4 separate regions of the Mus musculus genome follow, and all the other regions are linked to region 2. A link is a contact called in public HiChIP or PLAC-seq and promoter capture Hi-C data. All regions are on one chromosome and are shown on one strand. Each heading gives the region's core, a stretch centred on a gene start, on an enhancer-like site or on the middle of the called end of the contact. The rest is flanking DNA. Distances are from core to core; before and after follow the strand shown.

Evidence for each region. Promoter capture Hi-C pulls out the DNA fragments that hold promoters and counts their contacts. HiChIP or PLAC-seq counts read pairs in DNA pulled down with a chosen protein or histone mark.
Region 1: an H3K4me3 HiChIP or PLAC-seq map of neural tube shows a contact between it and region 2, with 5 times the contacts expected there. The contact joins the enhancer-like site here to the promoter of Fmn2 in region 2. A contact is called at or near these places in 6 of 39 promoter capture datasets (the 3T3-L1 cell line, hippocampal neurons, liver and 1 more), 1 of 15 datasets of contacts at CTCF or cohesin (the NIH/3T3 cell line) and 4 of 115 datasets of contacts at active chromatin or transcription factors (SST interneurons, embryonic stem cells, forebrain and 1 more).
Region 3: a contact with region 2 is called in an H3K4me3 HiChIP or PLAC-seq map of forebrain, with 4 times the contacts expected there. The contact joins the promoter of Grem2 here to the promoter of Fmn2 in region 2. A contact is called at or near these places in 4 of 39 promoter capture datasets (the 3T3-L1 cell line, hippocampal neurons and liver) and 2 of 115 datasets of contacts at active chromatin or transcription factors (embryonic stem cells and forebrain).
Region 4: a contact with region 2 is called in a promoter capture Hi-C map of the HPC-7 cell line. The contact joins the promoter of Olfr420 here to the promoter of Fmn2 in region 2. A contact is called at or near these places in 3 of 39 promoter capture datasets (the C10 cell line, the HPC-7 cell line and pre-B cells), 1 of 115 datasets of contacts at active chromatin or transcription factors (embryonic stem cells) and 1 of 9 other capture datasets (adipose tissue).

Annotation. Positions count from the first base shown.
Region 1 is chr1:174,998,081-175,001,006 of GRCm38.p6, reverse strand. No RefSeq gene overlaps it. Among named protein-coding and RNA genes, the nearest start is that of Grem2, 78 kb to the right of the region's middle. Within about 2 kb of position 1,271, at least 8 of the 459 cell types and tissues checked have an H3K27ac peak or open chromatin away from gene starts, as enhancers often do. A contact at or near this core is called in liver and neural tube, where this site is marked.
Region 2 is chr1:174,500,553-174,503,556 of GRCm38.p6, reverse strand. It overlaps Fmn2 (formin 2), which reads right to left and starts at 1,732. Exons shown (of 18, transcript NM_019445.2): 1 at 1-1,732. The coding sequence starts at 1,511.
Region 3 is chr1:174,920,406-174,923,452 of GRCm38.p6, reverse strand. Grem2 (gremlin 2, DAN family BMP antagonist) reads left to right here and starts at 1,634. Exons shown (of 2, transcript NM_011825.1): 1 at 1,634-1,880.
Region 4 is chr1:174,157,318-174,160,224 of GRCm38.p6, reverse strand. It overlaps Olfr420 (olfactory receptor 420), which reads right to left and starts at 1,503. Exons shown (of 1, transcript NM_146305.2): 1 at 458-1,503. The coding sequence starts at 1,450. The coding sequence ends at 485.

The DNA of each region.
Region 1 (2,926 bases), core at 22-2,521, 500 kb before region 2:
CTCTTCAACCTATCCTGTAGTCTCTAGAGAAACCCACCAGGCAGGAGGGCAAAATGAAAGACTTACTGTGTAAGCCACTAGTAAAGCTAGCACTATTAGCAAGGGCAAGTGAATGGAAGATAAAACATGACCTGTGTTGTCAATGAGGTGAATTCATGTTCAGCCTTGATCCATTTCTATGGCCAATAACCAGGGGAAGTAAAGTCAAGTCTTTCCTTCGAACTTCAAAAGTCAGCAGGCAGAGGACAAAGAAGCAATGGGCCATAAAAGATCAGGGCTGAGCTACATTCTTCAAAGGCCAGAAGCAGATCATGTTTTAATACCTGGATCTGGGACATGCCAACTGCTAAACCAAGAACTAGATGAGCCCCAAGTGAACCTCACTCATTTTGTTTGAAGGTTGGTACTAGAAGTACCACATTATAATGGACTTTTTAAAGTGAATCCATCCAACAGGAATATGTACACTGAAGAAGTCAGAGAAAGACTGAAAATGGAGGAATTGGGTCATTAGAAGGGAGGGAGAATATAGTGATCCTGTTTTCAGGATGTCTTCGTTATCTTTAGATATATATCCTTTCTTGTCCTTCCAGAATCTCAATCAACAGTTATGGTTTATACTATATGACAGAGCATTTGTGTTAGACATTCAAGCAACTTAAGTTGTTTAAAACTAATAGTCTCCATGTATCTCTCTCTCTCTCTCTCTCTCTCTCTCTCTCTCTCTCTCTCTCTGTCTCTCTCTCTCAAATGAGATGAAAGACAATCACAGTGAGGAGGAAAAAATATATTATTATGTCCCACAACCATGACATCGGTCCGTTCACAATGGTGACTAGGTGGTCGAAATCTACAAATGCAATATCTGGAGATTTCCTATGTGCCAGAAAACTGTGGCACCTAACACAGCCTCTCTGACACCTCCATTTCCCCCTCTGCTTTCTCTTTGGGGAGCCAGGGTCCTCTGCTTGCTAGCAACAAAGAATACAGCAGATGGCAGCAAGCAGCTGCCACATGCTCTGAGCTTATCATGTCCAAGTCCTGTTCAGCCCGGCTGAAGGAAGGTTGAAAGGGGAGGTAACTTGTCAGATTTCTGTGTTCTCTTTTTCTTCTTCTGTCTCTGCCTTTCCTCCAACTAGAAAGAAAGAAGCATTTAATCTCTAACTAGCACATAAAATCAGCAATTAGAGGCTGGACAAGAACACAGGTTTGTTCCTGAAGGCTGAGCCCTACCTGAGTCTGAACAGTAGTGGAAGAAGGCCACACTTGCTGCCTGCCCTGCTGCCTTGTTCACTTCTCAGCCTTCAGGGGCTATTGAGCATTCCTTGGATATACATTCTGAGAACACTCATCCAAAGCCAAATTCTTCATAGGCCATTTCTACTCCCTCTACCTGTCCATCTTACACCAGCAGCCACGCAGAGGACACAGGTAGCAGGAAGGCCTGAGAGCCCCCAGCTTTCAGCCCAGGAGCGCAGAGATAAGCTTGGATTCTCCTAACTCAGCCTCTGCAGACCACAGCAGAGCTGTCAACATGCCCTGTACTTCTCTGAGCCCCTGCCTTTAAACTTGTCCTGTTTAACTCAGCTCAGAAGCCTGGAATCTGTGAAAGTAAACATTTCTTATCCCTTGGATAATCTGGATAATGCAATTTAAAATACAGACGTCTATTCCCTGGACAAACACAACTGCCCTGACGTTAATGGGGCCATTTATCTGTGTTGAAGTTGGTAAGCCATGAGCACTGTTGGTGATGTTGGGATTTGGGGGATCTGATTAGCTCTGTAGTTCAAGTGACAGTAAGAACAGTGCCTGTGGCATGGGTTGGTTTCTCCTATCTTTTGGGTCATTGAATAACTTGAATCTTTTCTCCTCTGTGCTAAAATCTGAAAGGTAAGGTTTTGGTTTTTTTCTCGATTTAGACAGTCCAGTTTATTTTTCATAACTATCAAGGCGTACCTCAGCCTGGCATCCTGTTTCAGTGAGGTTCTCCAAACTTAAAATTTCTACAAAAGACAGACCCTGCAGGAAACTAGGATTACAGGTTTTAGCACCAAGTCTTTGAATTCAAAATATTTAAAAATACCTTCAGTACGTGGATGCATTTGGAGCTACCACACCTTCCTGCCTGGCTCACTAACTGGAAGTTCAGGCTTTCCTATTCAATTGACCCTGACTGTCTCAGGTGATCGCATCGCACAAACAGTGCAATCACAGTACAAAACTCAGCCGATGGACTTTCTAAAACTGGTTCATACAAAGTGTTGAAATAGAGTACAGAATGTTAAAACAGAGTCCTGAAAGAAAAAAGAAACCACTCCCAAATACCTTTGCAAAGTGAAGCAAAATGTGGATATCCACATTTTAGTAGAAGTTGGATAAGAACATTTTCCTCCCCTGCATCATTTCTGGGATGAACCATTTGGCTAAATCTCTGGTTTCTTAGCAACAGATAGTAACTGATTAGGTAAGTGATTCCTATTTATCCTAATAAAAAAATTATGAAATAGTGAAAATGTGAATCTATTAGCAAAATGAGAGAAAAATTCAAATCTCTAAGAGATGTTTCTTAGAAGCCTTTCAAAATACTTTAAAAACACTTTGAAAAAAATCCAACTTGCGAACTTTGAATTTTATCTCAGTCCATTGTCCTGAAGTCCAACTATTGAGAAATAACTCCCCAGGAAAGGCCCTTGCCTGCTTTATTCAGCTCAATGGTGTATCTACTTCAGGAAGACTGTCAAGCTACAGGCTACTTGGAGGGTCTCATGATATTTACCTTTCTTTTTTATCTTTTTGCAGCTCACTGACTTCACTGAATAACTAGGCAGCAGACTTCATGATCTATTTCTTACACCACCACACCCCGGGGGCCACCTCACCACTGGGGTTGCTGATGAGTGTCACTGTGTCTGTGACTTTATTT
Region 2 (3,004 bases), core at 483-2,982:
GGAGCCCCAGGTGCCTTGGCGGCCAGTACAGGGGACCCGCCACCACTGTCATCCGCAGTAGCCCCGCGCCCCAGCAGGTGCACGGAGCCTCCTGCCCCTGGCGTACGGACGCCCAGCTCCTCGGTCCAGTCGGCTGAGCGGCTGAGGCCGCCCGTGAGGCCACCCTCCAACCGGTGCTTTTTTGCCGGGGCTGCAGCAGAGGCCAAGGCGGTTCTGGAGCTCCGGCTCACGGAAGGGTCCGGCCGCTTTTTGATCCTAGGACTCTGGTTGGGGGACTGGGACGGGGAGTGATTAGGAGAGCTGAGCTGCCGAGTGGTGGTCTTGATGTAGCAGGGGGTGATGAGTGGGTAAGGTTTGAAGCAGCGTGGGCTGGGCGCAGGGCTTCCAGGCAAAGAAACGACTGCGGAGGTAATGGATTCTCGCATGCCCTCCTCCGGCTCTTTCTCCAGCCTCTGTGAGGCTTCTTCCACCTCTGGGACCCATTCCTCCCCTGGAGAGCCGCGGGGGGCATCCTCAAAAGCATCCTCCTCGCACTCCTCATCTGTGTCCCCAGTTCCAGCCACGGGAACTCCGGCGGCTCCCTCCCCTGGCCCAGCCTCCGGAAAGGTGAAGGCTGGTGATGAGAGAGAGTCTGTGACTGCGGAGGGGGCGGTCGCATAACCTGGTGTCTCGGAGGTCAAGTGGCTTCCGGAGGACGGAGGATGCTCAGGCACCAGAGACTTGGTGGTCTCAGGCAAGTCAGGTCTCACCGGTAGTGCCTGTACTGTGTCCTTTTCAGCCTCGCTTCTAGGTCCCAGCAAGAACTGGTCCAGGCCCAGAAAGGCCCCAGGCTGAGGGGAGATGGCAGTGGGGGGCGCTGCAGGCTCCTCGGAGTCCTGGAGCAGCAGCTTCTGCTGCTGCTGCTGTTGCAGACGAATTGCCTGCTGGATGTCTGAGAGCAAATCCTCCTGCTCCGTAGCGGAGTGGAAGCTGTAGATGTCCGTGTCTGAACCAGAACTGGTCCTTTGTCCATCTTGCGCTCCAGCCGCAGTTTCCAAATCCTCCGCGGTCGCCTGGATCCCTACCCCAGCCTCAGCAGGCCTAGAAGCACCGGGATGGATCACCTCGAAAGGGTCAGCACACTCGGTATCCGATAGGCCTGTCTCCTCAGCGGAGAGGCTGAGGTCCGGGGTCTTGGTGACTATAGAGTGAGCGCTGTCCAGCTCCCCAATCGGCAGGGCCTGTGAGTCCAGCACATCCTCTCGCGAGTCGCAGGCACCTTTCCCCTTGGTCAGGTTCTTTCTGATCCGCAGGTTGGAAAACACCGAGGCTCTAGAATCGGACTTGCTCTTCTTCTTGCTGGTCTCCCCGCTGCCCCCTCCCCCCTTGCCGTGCTTGCCAAGCGCCTTTTTGCTCCCGCTCGCCTTCTTTGTGATTTCCGCATCCCTGGGCCCCGCGGCATCCTCGGCTCCGCCGCCTTCGTGGGAGGCATCACCTGCGCTTCTCTTCAGCTTCCCATCCTGGTTCCCCATGTTTCAACCCCACTGCTGCGCCGCCGCGCCTTGGGGTCCTCAGGCCATCTCGGCCCTGGAGAGGGCCAGGGGAGTGTCCGGGACAATTCAGGCAGCTGGGCCGGCCGTTGGGAGCGGAGGCCGAGGAGCGCCCAGCTGGCCCCGCTCACATCTGCTGCCGCTTTGCATAATGCGCGGTGGCTCTCCCGGCTGCCGTCCCTGCGGCTGTGGCTGCGGCCCTGGCTGGCGGGCGCGAACATGCTCAGTTCAGCGCGCACTCCCCACCAATGGCTGCACAGGACTCAGCCTTGGCCTGGCTCCCCGCCCACCGCCGCCGCCCCTTCAGTGCCCCCTTTGGCTCCTCCTGCAACCAAGTAGGAAAACCCGTCTATCTCTAGTACTTCATAATTGGGGGTGGGGACAGCAGGAGCTGTCTTTATGTATCCCAGACTAGATCGAATTTAGAATCTTTCTGACAGGTTATCTCTGGGACCTTCATCTCCACCTTGAAAATAAAACATGTTGCCCTCTTTTCAAGAACTGGAATGTTGGAACAGTTTGATGAAACTTCAAAGCTCGCAGACCTGCAAAGAGAAAAACACAGGAGAAAAATCGAAGCCTAATTCCAGGTCAGAAGTACCATAACATCAGGAACACACACACACACACACACAGAGAGAGAGAGAGAGAGAGAGAGAGAGAGAGAGAGAGAGAGAGAGAGAGAGAGAGAGAGAGAGAGAGAGAGAACTTCTGTATGGCTCCAGTTCAAATACTTGTTGAATGGGTGGACTGTCCTGTCTGTCCTGTCCCTTAAATACTTGACCATGGCTTTGCACACTCTTAAGGTTTGTGAACATGCTACTTAGGGAAAGGTTCCTTCCCCAGACTCTCTGCCTGATACACAAGCCTCTTCAAGAACAGGACGTTAACTGCCATTTCCAAAGTGGTTTTGTGAGACCTTTCTGGACAGAGAAAAGAGAGGTAGGGGATGCTGAAAATACTGAGATTAAAGCTGATTAACATGCTAATCTCCAAAATTCTATGTGTTTACCATATAAATTAGACAACATTTGTATTTAAAAGGGGTGCATGAATTATAACTCCCAGGAGGTCAAACTCATCAATATTAAACATGTCACAATGTGATGCTGTATAAAAGGAAAAAGAAAAAAAAATGCCCTTGGTACAAACACAGGAAATTAGACATTGTGCTATAAAGGATGACCAGTTTCTCAAGCAAACCCATCCAAGCACACTTTGTCCAGGGCCAGGGCTTCCTAAGTTTTAGACCTAGATAACAATCACTTTTTCTTACTGTGAATTGTCCTCTTTATTTTAATGACATTAAACTATAGTTTTTGTTAAATGTCTTAAAGCTTCATTAGTATTTTAAAAGGCTGCAAACAATAAAAGCAAAAAAAAATCATAAAAGTAGCATTTGTAAAACAATGTTACTCTTTGTTGGAAATCCAGACAGCAATTACCATCCTTTCTCAAACTATGATCTTTAAAAC
Region 3 (3,047 bases), core at 385-2,884, 420 kb before region 2:
TCTGAGAGGCATCTCTAAAGCAAGCAACTGATAGCTAGCTTACTTACATATATGACTAGTCCTGAAATAATGTAAAGAATGACCATCAGGTTGGACAACTGAGTCCCTGCTGACAGCTCTTTAGGGCAAAGGTGAACATTGGTTAGACTCTGCCGCATTCACTCTTCGGCTTCCCTTGATTCTCATAGTTAGCATGGGAAGATAAGTCCCAGAAGACGGAAGAGAGGCCTTCACCCCATCTTCCAGCTCTGCTTGGTGTTATCTTCAGCAGCTGCTTATTACTCTGTCCTTTCCCCTGAGGAATCTGGGATGTCTCGGCTGACTCTGGGTTGGCCCCTTCTGAGTAACTGCTTTGTAGTTCCACATTGTTGGAATGGATTTAAATATGAAAAGAAAGCAGGCAAGATGTTTGTTAGCAGCAAATTGTAAAATATATATATATATATTATTCTCTATGATTTTGAACTTAGGTGCGCTGTGAGTTGGCTGAAGCCAGAGTGTCGGGTTTTAATAAGGCATGCAAAATAGGATAATTCTGGGAAAGAAACCATCAAGGCAAAAATCAAAATGGAGTTCTGTGGTTTCAGAAGCAACAGCTTTTGCCAAGAAAACCAATAAAATATACTGAGGAAAGACCATAGTAGGCTGTTTTTTAAAAAAATAAGGTGAAATCTTATTTTCTTTGAAATTTCCCAGCTCAGTAACTAAGGTCTCAGGATTTTCTTAGGCCATTTCTTCATTGATGGGATCAAAGGTTTACCTCTGTGCATGTATACAGATGATGAGTTTACACTCAGGTGCCTTTGTCAGTTGAGACTCATGGAGGTTCAGTGCTGAAGAGGCCAATGGAAACCAAAAATCCCCCAGAGAAAAAGCCAGCATCCAGCGAACATCACAGTGAAGTGATCTATCCTGTCCAGACCAAGTGTGCGAACATTGGTCTATATTCTCTGGATGCTGAATAACCTGATTCGTATTGGAAATCTCTGTGTTCAAAATATCGGGAAAATATAAGGATATGTGGAAAAGAAAATAAATCTAAACGTTGGATACTTTGCGCTGAATTCATTCAAGACTTTAATCATTAATTAAACTCATTTTTGGCCATGGGATCAGCTTGCCTTCAATTTCACCCGCCTCAGTCATTAAAAACAAAAGGAACCTAGCTTTATGTGCATGTGCACACACATGTGTGCTTGTACGTGTGTGTGTGTGTGTGTGTGTGTGTGTGTGTGTGTGTGTGTGTGTGTGTGTGTGTGTGTGTGTGTGTGTTTCTATACTCTTGACATTTTGAGTCCACCCTAAAGAGAATGATCTGAAGGCGTGAATGGGGTTTGCGGGTAAAGAGGCTGGTGGATTTCTCTACATGACAAGGTTTGGATTGGAAGTCTGCTAAACAAAATGTTAAGAGCTGCCCACAAGGTTGTAAATCCACAGTCTGCAAAGAGGAAGGGAGAAATACAGAGAGCGACTGGGGTGTGTGTGTGTGTGTGAAGTATTTGTGGGTTAGATGAGAAGCGAGGGCTGAGTGAAGCCCGAGAAGGAGGGGTGACTGGTGTGATTTGTTTGGTGTTCTGAGCCAATAGAAACTCCAGCCTGTGATAATATCCCCATGCAGCGCCTAGAGGACTCAGTGCTGTCTCCAGCTCCTTCCACATCTGCAGGCGCGGCTGGGACGCGCTCCGCCCTCTGTGCGCTCCACTGGGCTCCGCTCGCTCCGCACACCCTCGCTGCTTCCCAGGCCTCCTGCAGAACCAGGCTGCGGCTGCCCCCGACGATACGGCGCACAGCCCGCTGTGGATCCTGTCATTCACAGAGAGGAGAGGGACAGGGAGACACACAAGGGAACCGAGGAGGAGGCTTCCATCTCGTCATTGCAGGTATGCGGCTTGTCACAACCTATCTGACTGCGCACAGGTTTCTATCTTCTGCCTTTCTAAGGCACCTAGGGTAGATTCACGTCTGTCCGCGGGGCTGGCTGGTTCGCAGAGAAGTGCCGAGTGAATGCCCCCTGAGTTACACTGCTTTCATGTGGCTGGGGCCACCAGGTGGATTCACCTATTGGATTCTGCGTAGGTGGAAAGCCCAGACCTTTAAACTTCACAGCGATCTTTAAATTAACTAATTAAATAAATAACACCAGTATCTGCACATTGTAGTGAGGGTTCCCCTTGGTGACCCGCATTCTAATGATGACCCAACATGTAATTGTTTAGAAAGCAGGTTTTGAATATAGTCAGCCTACCTAATATGTTAATGTGTTCCCTGTAGGATCAGGAAGCCACAGAGGATTTGGGCATGGTCTTGATTTCCTAAGCATGTACCAAAGTGGATACAGCCTCATGGCTGAAATATCACTATGTATTTAGGCTGTGTCTGAAGGAGAGAAGGAAAGAAGGGAGACAGCAAGTAAAAAACAAAAAACAAAAAATGCAGTTGTCATAGTCTTACCTTCACTGATCAATTAATGATACATTTGTCTTTCAGCACCCCTGACAGGATGAGTTCTAAACTCTCTCAAATTAGGTTAAAAGCATACGAATTGATCCCAGTACTCAAGAGGCTGAGGCAGGAGGATTGTGAGTTCCAGGCCAGCCTGGGCTACATAATTAAAACTATGAACTGAAAAACTTTGTACAAAATATAAACATTTCCAGGCAATGAAATGTGTAGTTCGTAGTTTTGTTTAATCGTCCAAGGTATAGATTTCTCTGTGTTTATTTTTGAGGTGAAAGGTAAGGGGGGGGCGATAAAATAGCTATTTTCCTGGGAATTTGCCATGTTTGATTCACAATTTTGAAGCTGGTTATGTAATTTTTCCCCCATGTTGATTACTTATGATTCAATTAACATTGCTTAATCAGTTCCATCTTCCTGGAAAAGCCAACGGGACTGAGTGAGTAATTGTGATAAAGGACTGGTCCTGGACAGTCCTCAGGGCTGATATTCACAGCCTTAGCCTCTGTACGAAGTGCTTTTCCTGGAATGGGGATACAGAGTAGGGGTCTCTTCAGGATGTCACGTGGGCCATCAGATGCAGAATCTGA
Region 4 (2,907 bases), core at 254-2,753, 340 kb after region 2:
AGCAAAATTAAGTTACTGCACATAACTTGAGTGGTATAACGTTCAACTGATGAAATGACATTCAAAAATATGTTGGATTGGATAAAGACTAAAAAGAAGCTATTAAGTTTAGGGACTGGGGAGATGGGTTAGTTAGCTAAAATGTTTGCCATTAAACGAGAGCTGGTCCAGCACCTGCGATGTGGAAACAAATGAATTCTTAGGCTTGCAGCTAGTCAATTCAGCTAATGGGTAAGCTCCTGATTCAGTGAAAGACCTTGTGTCAAAAATTAAGGTGGAGAAGAATACATCTAATGTTTATTTCTGAACTTATCACACATGAACACATGCATTCTCCATACATATACACAATAATCTAAGTTAATTGTTTATAAATTTTGTGTATTAGGGATATTTAGGAATCAAGGTTCAGTAAAAGGCTGATAAAACTTTTCTGAGAAGTGAGAATGAAAGAGAACCAACATGTCCCTCTGAAGAAGAGATGTTAAGGGAGGTTTCTGCTCTTGCCAATTAAGATGCCAGCTTGACCTATGTGCTTTTTTATGGCTTCTTTTATTTCTTTGTTCCTAAGGCTGTAGATGATGGGATTGAAGAAGGGGAATAGAACTGCAAAGGCCAGAGCAATGGCAGTGTCCCAGAACAAGGAGTAGGTAGCAGAGAAGCGAAGATACATGAGAGCCACACTACCAAAGAAGAGCAAAAAGACAGTAAGGTGCGAGACGCACGTGGAAAATGCTTTACGGCGGCCTTCAGCTGAACGGATGCGCAGAATCACAGCCACAATACCAACATAGGACATGAAAATGAGCATCACTGCCGTAATTATCTCCACAGCATGGACAATATCTACCACCTGAATCATGACGATGGTGTGGGTATCTGTGCAGGCCAGGCGCAGCACCGGGAGGAAGTCACAGAAGATATGCTCAAGGTGATTAGAGCCACAAAAAGGAAGTGTGGAGATCCAGGCAATCTCAGGGAGGGGTGTGAGAAAGCCACAGACACAGCAACCGAGGGTCAGCTGGGCACACAGTCTGGAAGTCATGATGGTAGGATAATGAAGAGGGCTGCAGATAGCCAGGTATCGATCAAAGGCCATAGCTGTCAAGAGACAAACCTCACTGATGCCTGTGGAATGGAAGAAATACATCTGCAGGACGCAACCATTCAACGTAATACTCCTTCGTTCACTAAGCAGGCTAGAGAGCATCTTTGGGATGGTGGCAGTGGTGTACCATATCTCCAGGAAGGAAAGGGCACTGATGAAGAAGTACATGGGTGTGTGGAGGTGTGCGTTGAGCTGGACCACTGTGATGATAACCAGGTTCCCAACGATAATGAAAGCATAGATGAAGAGCAGTGGGATGAAGCAGATGACAGAATCTCCCCAGGAGCAAGGGAAAGCAGAAAAAATGAACTCCTGAGCAGTGGTCCAATTGGAGAACCCCATCTCCAAGTGAGAAATGAAAGTGTCAACAACTCCCAGAGCACTCAAGCTTTTCAGGAAGTGTCCACTATAGTTCTGTGGTAAAACACACTGACCAAAAGCCAGGCTTTGAGAAGACACTTGCACTGTGGATGTAGAGGAAGAGAAATAAATAATGACATCATATGTACTCCACAATGGTGTACAATCAAATAAGTTATACAACTTGTGTTTAGACATTTTCAAATACTAGCACAAATCAGAATTAATGGGTTGTCAAAGCTGACTCTTGGTGCTGTTACTAAAAGTTTTATTCAGGAGGTCCGAGGTAGAACCTGAAAATTTGCAGGCAAATGATCAGAAATCCTGATGATCAGAAAATCATATTTTAAAACCATCATGCTTAGACATCTGGAGGAAAACCTGAAGAAATGGGAATTAAAAAAAAATGATGCTCATTCTGAATTCAAATCTTATGGATTCCCAAATAGAATTCTTGCTTTCAGATCAGTGCATCTGACTCTTAACACGTGATCTGGAATGTTTTTTTCCCTTTCATCAAAAGTAGATTATTTTCATATAGTATATTCTGATTATGGTTTTTCCTCTCCTTAATTCTCTCAGTTCCTTCCTTCTTCCCCACCCATCTTAATCTTTTTGTCTCTTGTTAGAAAACAAACAGGTATCTAAGGGACAATAATAAGCCATCACTGGGGATTTCTACCCATCTTTCTTCCCTTTCTTCTAATTATCTCACCTCTTTATATGTATTATGCTTAATATGGTTCATAAGATGAACTACACTGGTGTCTTTGTGTTGTTCGTTATTTAAAGGACGTACCACTCTTTTTACTCTTATCTCATTTTCGTCTTATGTAAGAGAGACTTGAGGGTGCTTTAAGTTGGAAGTCTTTGATAAAAATGACAGTTTGTGAGAATTGAATATGCTAAGCTGTCAGTATAGGGCTGCCTTGATAATTTTGTGGGGCAGCTCAGTGGGAAGGGAGAGCTGTAGATTGACTTTGTTAGAACACACCCTAGTACAAAGCATTGTCCTAGTAACTGACTCTCTTCTCACAATAATTTATTTCACCTCTATGGTTTATTTTTCTGTCAGTATCAAATATGTTCATTTGGAGGACACTGCATTTCTACTTAAGACTATTTCTTCACATAAAGATTTTTCTAGTGCCATGGATAATCATTCTCTCTATTTTCCCAATCACTTTAAATAAATTACCTATTTTCGGCTTCTTATATTAGTTTCCACTCATCTCCATAGGCCAGGTATTTTAATTTTTTTTATCCCCCAAGTATATAAATAACTCAAAATTCTGCTCTCCTTTTATTTTCTCATCTCTATCCCTTTCCATTCAGAAGAGTCATTTTAATTCAATGTTTCATTTCTTCAAGATTCCCAGTACCCAGTTCCCTTTGGCCTTTGTTCTTTTATATTAACAACAATTAATCTCTGGTCTGAC